Regions from separate parts of the Sus scrofa genome. Here all the other regions are linked to region 2. A link is a contact called in public targeted proximity ligation data. All regions are on one chromosome and are shown on one strand. The core of a region is the stretch at or near the end of the contact, and the rest is flanking DNA. Distances in the headings are between cores, read along the strand shown.

Region 1 (2,700 bases), core at 192-2,691, 180 kb after region 2:
GGCTGGTGGGGGAGGGTATGGATCTTGGACTCGGGAGGATTTGGATCTTTCTGCATTCAGAGTTTTTGCACTGGCAGGTGTGTTAGATGAAATGACGGCCTCCTAAATACTTCCACGTCTTAATCCCTTGGACCTGTGAATGTCACCTTCCTTATAGAGCAGAAAAGGACTTTGTCATATTCCAGAGGTGATTAAATTAAAGTTAATCGAGATGTGCTTAAGGATCTCAAGATAGGAAGATTAGCCTGCATTATCCAGGTGGGCCCCAAATGCCATCGCATGTATCCTTTTAAGAGGGAGGCAGGGGGAGAGTTGACACAAGAGAGAAGAAGGCGATATGACGGTGGAAGTAGAGATGGGAAGTCGGAAGAGACAAGGCACAGATTACTTGCTTCCTTAGAGCCTCTGGAGGGAGAGCCACCTCCTCTTGTCCCCACACCAGAGTCCTTGATTTCAGTCCAGGGATCCTGATTTCTTTTTTTTTTTTTTTTTGGTCTTTTTGCCAGTTCTTGGGCCGCTCCCGTGGCACATGGAGGTTCCCAGGCTAGGGGTCGAATCGGAGCTGTAGCCACCGGCCTACGCCACAGCCACAGCAATGTGGGATCCAGGCCTCGTCTGCGACCTACACCACAGCTCACGGCAACGCCAGATCCTTAACCCACTGAGCAAGGCCAGGGATTGAACCCGCAACCTCATGGTTCCTAGTCGGATTCGTTAACCACTGAGCCATGACGGGAACTCCAGGGATCATGATTTCTGAATTCTGGTTTCCAGAATCATGAAGCAATACATTTCTGCTGTTTGAAGCGACCTGGTTTTTGGTAATTTGATATGGCAGCCACAGGACATTGATACTCGGGGTGGGGGACGGCCCAGGAACACCGCAGAGTCTGCAGTCCTCTGACCCCTACCACCTGGGAGGTCAAGAAGGGGTTTCTACCTACGGGCCCGGTGCCTGCAGCACAAACAGAGGAGGAGGCTGAGTGGCACCTGGGCTGGTCTGAAGGAAGATTTTTAAAAAATGGTCTATAGACTCCCAGGAACGAGAAGTTGAGAGCCATCCATCCAGGAATTCTTATTATGCACCTGCTGCTTGGCAGAGCTGCTGGGACTACGGATTTATTTAGACTAGGAATTGAGTGTGGGTGGATTCGTGTTTTCTGGGCTGAGACAAGTGGGCTTGAGGCTGGGCTGTGGTTTGGAGCTGTTGGAGCACAGGCAATTCCCTGGCCCGTCCTGCAGGCCTGACTAAGGGGTCAGGGATCCAGGAAGGAAGGGATAGAAATCTGAAATCTCCTGCACCTGAAAGCAGATGCGACGTGCGTGCATCCCCAGGCAGCCTTTGGCTCAGGCTTCTCAGGAAACTAAGACAAGGGTGGTGGAGGAACCCGGCCTGGAGTCCCGCCTGACCTGGAAGGAAGTGCACGGGGTGAAGCATGGAGCTGCCAAACTCCAGGGGGCCTGGGAGGCCTGCAGCTGAAGTGTGGGGCTCAGGGGCTGGGAACAGCAGGTGGAGGCGGCCAGCCACAGAGCGCCAGGCTGGCCTCTCCAGAGACAGAGACCGAGCTCTGCTGGAGCTTGGTTTGCGGTCACTTTTGTGCCTGCTCAGCTGAAGGAAGGGAGTGGCTGTCCCTGGAGGACAGATGGGCCTCTGGGCCTCTCCATCACTGCTGGGCACTGACCTTGGGCCAGAGGGTGTCTGGATCTTGGTTGTCACGTGACACCCCATCCTGGAGCTAGGAATGCATGTACGTGATCTATTTTCAGAGGCCGTCAGTGGGCACACTGGTCCTCAGAGCTTCACCTGCTCGACTCAGAGGGGCCGTGACAGCCTCTTTTCCTCAACTTTATGAAAAAAAAAAAAAAAAAAAAAAAAAAAAACAGAGCTGGTGGGGAGGGGGAGAGTCCTTTTTTTTTTTTTTTTTTTTTTTTTTGTCTTTTTGCCTTTTCTAGGGCCACTCCCATAGCATGTGGAGGTTCCCAGGCTAGGGGTCTAATTGGAACTGTAGTCACCGGCCAATGCCAGAGCCACAGCAACTGAGGATCTGAGCTGCGTCTGCAACCTACACCACAGCTCATGGCAATGCCGGATCCTTAACCCACTGAGCTAGTCCAGGGATTGAACCCGCAACCTCATGGTTCCTAGTCGGATTCGTTAACTACTGCGCCACAGCGGGAACTCCGGAGAGTCCTTTTGAATCAAGAAGAGACAAAAAGGGGAGGTTAGCCAGGTGGCGGGGGCAGGGATACTAGTCCGCACCCAGAGACTGGAACACTCTAGAACTTTCCTGAGCACTCCCTGAAGGGGAGAAGTCTGCTTCTGTTCGGCTTGGGGCACTTTGAGAGTGTGACATAGTGAAGAGGATCCCAGTTCTGTGGTGGTGTGGCTCTCTGACTCTCTTTTCTCTCCGCTTCTCTTTCTTCCCTTCCTGTGTCTCCCTTCTCCTCGTATTCTTTCTTTTTTCTGTGTGTGGCTCCCCGACTCTCCCTGCCTCTCTTTGGGTCCCTTGCTGTGTCTGCCTCGATGCCACATGTGCCCCTCCCCCAGCCTGGCTTTATTCTAATCCGATCACCTCGGCTAACCGGCCAGCCTGGACGTCACAGGAAACACCTGTGCTCTGACACGGCCCAAGCGTGTTTTTTTCTCTTTGCTCGTTTATACTTCCTCATTCACCCTTTCCTTTACATAGACTTACTCAT
Region 2 (2,700 bases), core at 180-2,679:
CCAAAGGCAGAACCTTGAGCCCACCTCCGTTTCTCAGGTAGGAGGGGAAAAGGGCCATTTATTAGGAAGAAGGAAAAGGAAAGAATGATCAAAGAAGTAGGAGAACTCAGAGTCAGTGCCTTGAAAACCAAGGGAGGAGCAAATTCTGGGAACAGGGAGTACCAAAGTTTTATATTCTGCGGAGAGATTAAGGAGAGAAAATGAGTATGATGGTTAGTATGTTGTGGATGGTCTCGAGGAGAACAATTTTAGTAGATGGGGGTAAAACCAGAGCATCTCGGGTGAAGCAGTGAGTCCAGGAGTAGAGGTGCTGTCTGACAATATAAACAAAGACCTGTGCACAGAAGTGGGCTTGGTGAGGGCAGGGTGATGGGCATTAGCCTGAGTGGGTCAGGGCTCCCTAGTCCAGAGTAGTAGGGAGTTAGGTTGTGCAGATGAGGTTGGATTCAAGATGGGGAGGGTCTTGCATTCCAATATGGATAGTTAAGATATGATCTATCAGGAAAATAAGTTAAAGAAAGTGAAATAAAACAATGACTTACATTAATTGGGCTGACTGCACAGAATGAATTAAAGGTTGAGGAACACAGAGACAGAAAGATCAGCCAGGAGGACCTTATATTCATCTAGACAGGAGGGAATGATGATCCAAACCAGGGAGGTGCTGGGACTTTTAATGCAACTTCATTTGACCCTTGACCAACCGAGGGAATTAGGGGCTCCAGCCCTCCTCGTAGTTAAAAATCCACGGATAATTTATAGGTGGCCTTCTGTATCCAAGGTTCTTCAGTGTGGGTGGATTCAACCGACCAAGGATGGAGTAGTACATTTTCTATTGAAAAAAATCTGCACATAATGAACCCATGTTTGGACACTTACCCCTTACCACTGAGTTGGGGCTGGGGGGTGTCAAAGTTATAAGGCAGCTAGAAATGCCGAAGCCAATCCGTAAGGAGGAATGGAATTCTTCATTCAGTACCTTTTCCTGATTCCTTTAGGTTTGGCACATTAATCTCAACTGGCAGATGAGATGAGAACTGTTTTGTTGCTTTTGAGAGAGGCTCCAACTGTGCTGTTTTAAACTGCTGATGTTGCTCTGTGTTCACTTTCAGCGGCAGAGTGTTTATTTCCAGAAATATTTGTATTTCAAGCCAGTTTCCTTTTGTCTTCCTTTTTTAGGCAAGGTCCTTCCACAAAAGCGTTCCTGCGAAAGCATTTCCTGCTTTTCTTCAGACAGTAAGTAGATTAACAGAGACAGTGGTTTAATTAATGAAGCAGATGTGTATAATCTCTTTCTCTATTTTATAAGGTTCCTGATGCAGATCTTTAGTTTGGAGTCTTTGTTTTTGTTTTCCTCCCTTGGGGTGGGTTTTGTTAGTTACATTCTGCTTATGGTGACCGTCAGAGCCTGTGTCCCCAGAAGCAGGTGAGTGGAATTGTCATCAGTGCTGACTGCAGCCAGACTGCAGTGGTTTGAATCTGCTTTGCCCCTTACTGGCTATGGAACCTTAAGTTCCTTAAACACTCTGTTCCTCAGTTTACACGTGGGAGAAAACACCCTGTAGGAGTGTTAGGCTACTCCTAGCCTATAAAATTATAAAATTAAAAATTTCATTCTCTATAGTGACCATATTGTTGCTCTGGTCCCTGAAAATGGTTCACAGCCAGACCAGAGGCTGGCTGCATCAGAATCATTTGGAAAGCTTCTTTAAAAATACAGATTCCTGAGGTCTTCTTACTAAATAAGACTCTTAGGGTTGAGGAGAAGGCCATTCCTAAGAGGAGCTGTGATTTTTAAAAATTGCCCAGGTGATTCTGATTGTGTAGCCAGGTGCGGGAACCATTGTGTGTTTGTTTTGTTTTGTTTTGTTTTTGTTATTTTGCTTTTTAGGGCCACACCCACAGCATATAGAGGTTCCCAGGCTAGTGGTCGAGTTGGAGCTCTAGCCACCGGCCTACACCACAGCCACAGCAACACCAGATCTGAGCTGCGTCTGCGACCTACACCATAGCTCATAGCAACGCTGGCTCCTTAACCCACTGAGGGAGGCCAGGGATCAAACCTGCATCCTCATGGATACGAGTCGGTTTCGTTAGCTGTAGAACCACTCCGGGAACTCCAGGCACCATTGTTGTAAAATACATAAAGAAATGAGACTTGCTTCCAGTTAGTATTACCTTTTATGGGACAGATTCTGAGCTAGGTCATTTCACACATTCCTAGCTGTGGTTTACTTCACTTTGTAGATCGAAAGCAAGGTTCAAAGGTGTGTGGTGTTTGAAAATGGAAAACTCATTCATTTTCTGCAGTACCAAACTCCCCCCCCCTTTTTCCCCTAAAATATATTTAAAGATTCGTTTCTATCCCTTCATGTCGTCTCTCCTAGGTCTCAGATCTGAGTGTTTGAAATCACTTTGTTTCTTTACTGGGTTTGCTTATAAAAGTAATACATTGATATTTTAGATGTTCACATAAGAGGAGGCAAAAGAAGAAATTAGAATCTTTCCAGTTCCATCCTTTTCAGAAATAATGTCTGTTCATCTTTTTATGCTCGTATAATGGACTTTTTATGCTCGTATAATTACATATGAGTTTTTTGTATAAATGAAGTGCTGAGCAGCTCTTTCTATGTCAACACATTGTTCTGTGTTACCATTTTTAATGATTATTTATTTAGCTCTTTGGTCTAAATGGTTATT
Region 3 (2,700 bases), core at 104-2,603, 200 kb after region 2:
TTGCTTCCTGGCCTCACTCAGTGGGTTAAGGGTCTGGCGTTGCCATGAGTTGTGGTGTAGTTCAAAGAGATGGCTCAGATCCTGTGTTGCTGTGGCTGTGGTGTAGGCTGGTAGCTGCAGCTCTGATTCAGCCCCTAGCCTGGGAATTTCCATATGCTGCAGGTGTGGCCCTAAAAAGCAAAAAAATAAAAAAATTGTTTGCTGAATAATCAGTCCAACATAGTCTATTCTGCATGTATTGTGTTCCAGACCCTGTAAACACTGGGATACAAGAGCAAATAAGATGGGACCCCTGGAGGTGTATGACACACGCACCTGCAATTAAGAACTTATCAAGTCATATGGTAAGTCCTACACTGACTCTGTGAAGAATGCAGCTCTTGGGCAAAGAAGTACTGGATCTAGTGTTAAGACTGAATTTAAATCTGCTAATTAGGAATTGGCACTTGCCATCACCTCTGCAACGATGACATCGCTAACCAAAGCAGTTACGGACTTTCAACACACCCTGAAAGGACTTGGGGTGGAGACCAGGAGCACTGCACGCTGAGAAAAACTGGCAGAACAAGCCTTCAGATAGTTATATATTTTCAGAAGATTTTATAAGCCCAAATTCTTGCGTCTTCGCATATCTTGAAGAGCATTAAAATCATTAAGAAAGACATCTGCTCTTCATGACTAGAAGAAATGTCTGCCAAAATGTGGGCTTGATTGCCTGTATCCCCCTTCACCAAAATCACAGATATATTGACCACATCCCGACCTCTTTGGAGCAGTTCCTCTGAGCTACTTGGGAGATGCTGCTCCTGGGCTCTAGTCCTCATTTTGCCCCAAATAAAACTTCAGTCACAACTCTCACGTTGTGCTTTTTTTTTTTTTTTTTTTTTTCAGTCGACACATCCTAACTCTATAACCCACTAGGCTCTGTTTTCATAACTGTAAAATGGGAATAATAATACCTATCTCAACAGGTTAAGGATGAAATGAGATGAAATATGTAAAAACATCCTGCAGAGGTACTGGGAACAATTCATATGCTAATATGTCCGATTAACATTTACAGAATTCTCCCTGCCGCCTAGAGACTTTGATTTGCAGATTTCATGGAGGAGTGACACTGGAGCTAGATTGGAGAGGGCAGCTGTCAATTGCATTTTTGGACCTGGCGAAGCTGCAGGCAAAGCAGCTTTTAGAGGAGCCGTGTGAGCAAGGAGATCTGGAGTAACATGTCCCCCGCCTGCCTGCCCGCCTGCCCGCCTGCCCGCCTGCCCGCCTCAGAGCTGCTGAGTCAGGCTCAGGCCCAAAGGGCTCTGTTTTGTCCTAGGGAGCAGGAGCCTGCTGGGGAAGGGCAAGCCTGAACAGGCCCTGGGGGCTGGGACTTTGTGCCCAGCTGTTTCCTGGGAGCCGAACACTGCCCTGCCAGGCCCCTCCCATCCCATTCCTCCCCTCCCTGCAGGGAGCCTTAGCCCGGGTTTCTGATGTGAGGGCCAGCTGGGATTTAGAGTGGGCAGGTTTTTTCCTTGGGGGTTTGATTTACCTGCAGCTCCCTCCCCCCAAGTGAAGAATTCCTGCCTCAGGTGGCAGATTTAGAGGCTGAGCTGCCCTAGGGTGAAATCCTAGCTCTTTGAGTTTATAACCTTGGGCGTGCAGTCTGACCTCTTTAAGCCTAGTTTCTTCATCTGTAAAATGGGAATAACAATATCAACTTCCCAGGGTTGCTACCAGAATTAAGTAAGGAAAATCGTGCTTTCTTACTTGGTACAATAAAAACCTTTGAATGTGGCATTGATTATTCACAGTAGCTCTGGGGGAGGTTGCTCCAATCTAATGTGTCATGGAGCTCTACAGAATCCAGTACTTCTCAAACTTTCATGTTTGCATCATCCAGGGATCTATAAAATGCAGTTATGGGAGTTCCCTGGTGGCCTAGGGGTTAAGGATCAGGCATAGTCATCACTGTGGCTTGAGCACTGCTGTGGCATGGGTTCCATCCCTGGCCTAGGAATTTCTGCATGCTGAGGGCCCAGCCAAAAAATATATAATAAAATGCAGTTTCGGATCCAGGGGGCCTGGGGCAGGAGCTGGGAGTCCGCATCTCTAACAAACTCCCAGGCAATCCCACCATCCGATGCTTGGAGCAGCCCGGCTGCAGATGCCTCTCCCACAGGGCCCTGCCCTGCTCTCACTGGCCTGGCTCCTCCAGCCTCCCTCAGCCCTGTGCAGGTTGCTTACTCTTGTCACATGACTCTTCCCCACAGGGAGTAGAGGACAGACAAGGACGATCATGGGAGTCGTCGCTTTGGTGGGAAAGGAGAGGGAGGGCGTAGTTGTCTCAAGAGTGGATGGCCTTTGGAGTTCCCATTGTGGCTCAGTGATAATGAATCCGACTAGTATCCATGAGGTTGCATGTTTGATCCCTGGCCCTGCTCAGTGAGTTAAGGATCCGGCGTTGCCCTGAGCTGTGGTGTAGGTCGAAGATGTGGCTCGGATCCCGTGTTCTGTGGCTGTGGTGTAGGCTAGCAGCTGCAGCTTGGATTCAACCCCTAGCCTGGGCACTTCCATATGCCACAGGTTTGGCCCTAAAAAAAACAAAACAAACAAACAAAAAACAAAGAGTGGGTGGCCTTTTTTGTCCAGCAAGATGCCTCAGAAGCTGCTTGGGTATGGTAGGTGAGTCACCCAGGGCTTGTTGGTAAGACT

Evidence for each region.
Region 1: a contact with region 2 is called in a targeted proximity ligation map of skeletal muscle. A contact is called at or near these places in 2 of 2 datasets of targeted methods (alveolar macrophages and skeletal muscle).
Region 3: a targeted proximity ligation map of skeletal muscle shows a contact between it and region 2. A contact is called at or near these places in 1 of 5 promoter capture datasets (liver), 19 of 47 Hi-C or Micro-C datasets (alveolar macrophages, blood, embryonic fibroblasts and 10 more) and 2 of 2 datasets of targeted methods (alveolar macrophages and skeletal muscle).

What each region holds. Positions count from the first base shown.
Region 1 is chr4:41,447,047-41,449,746 of Sscrofa11.1, reverse strand. The region is part of intron 2 of LOC106510019 (a long non-coding RNA gene); the gene reads left to right. Among named protein-coding and RNA genes, the nearest start is that of C4H8orf37, 75 kb to the right of the region's middle.
Region 2 is chr4:41,626,725-41,629,424 of Sscrofa11.1, reverse strand. NDUFAF6 (NADH dehydrogenase (ubiquinone) complex I, assembly factor 6) reads left to right here. Exons shown (of 9, transcript XM_001925041.6): 8 at 1,180-1,236. Among named protein-coding and RNA genes, the nearest start is that of NDUFAF6, 28 kb to the left of the region's middle.
Region 3 is chr4:41,426,549-41,429,248 of Sscrofa11.1, reverse strand. It overlaps LOC106510019 (a long non-coding RNA gene), which reads left to right. Exons shown (of 3, transcript XR_002343201.1): 3 at 250-844. Among named protein-coding and RNA genes, the nearest start is that of C4H8orf37, 54 kb to the right of the region's middle.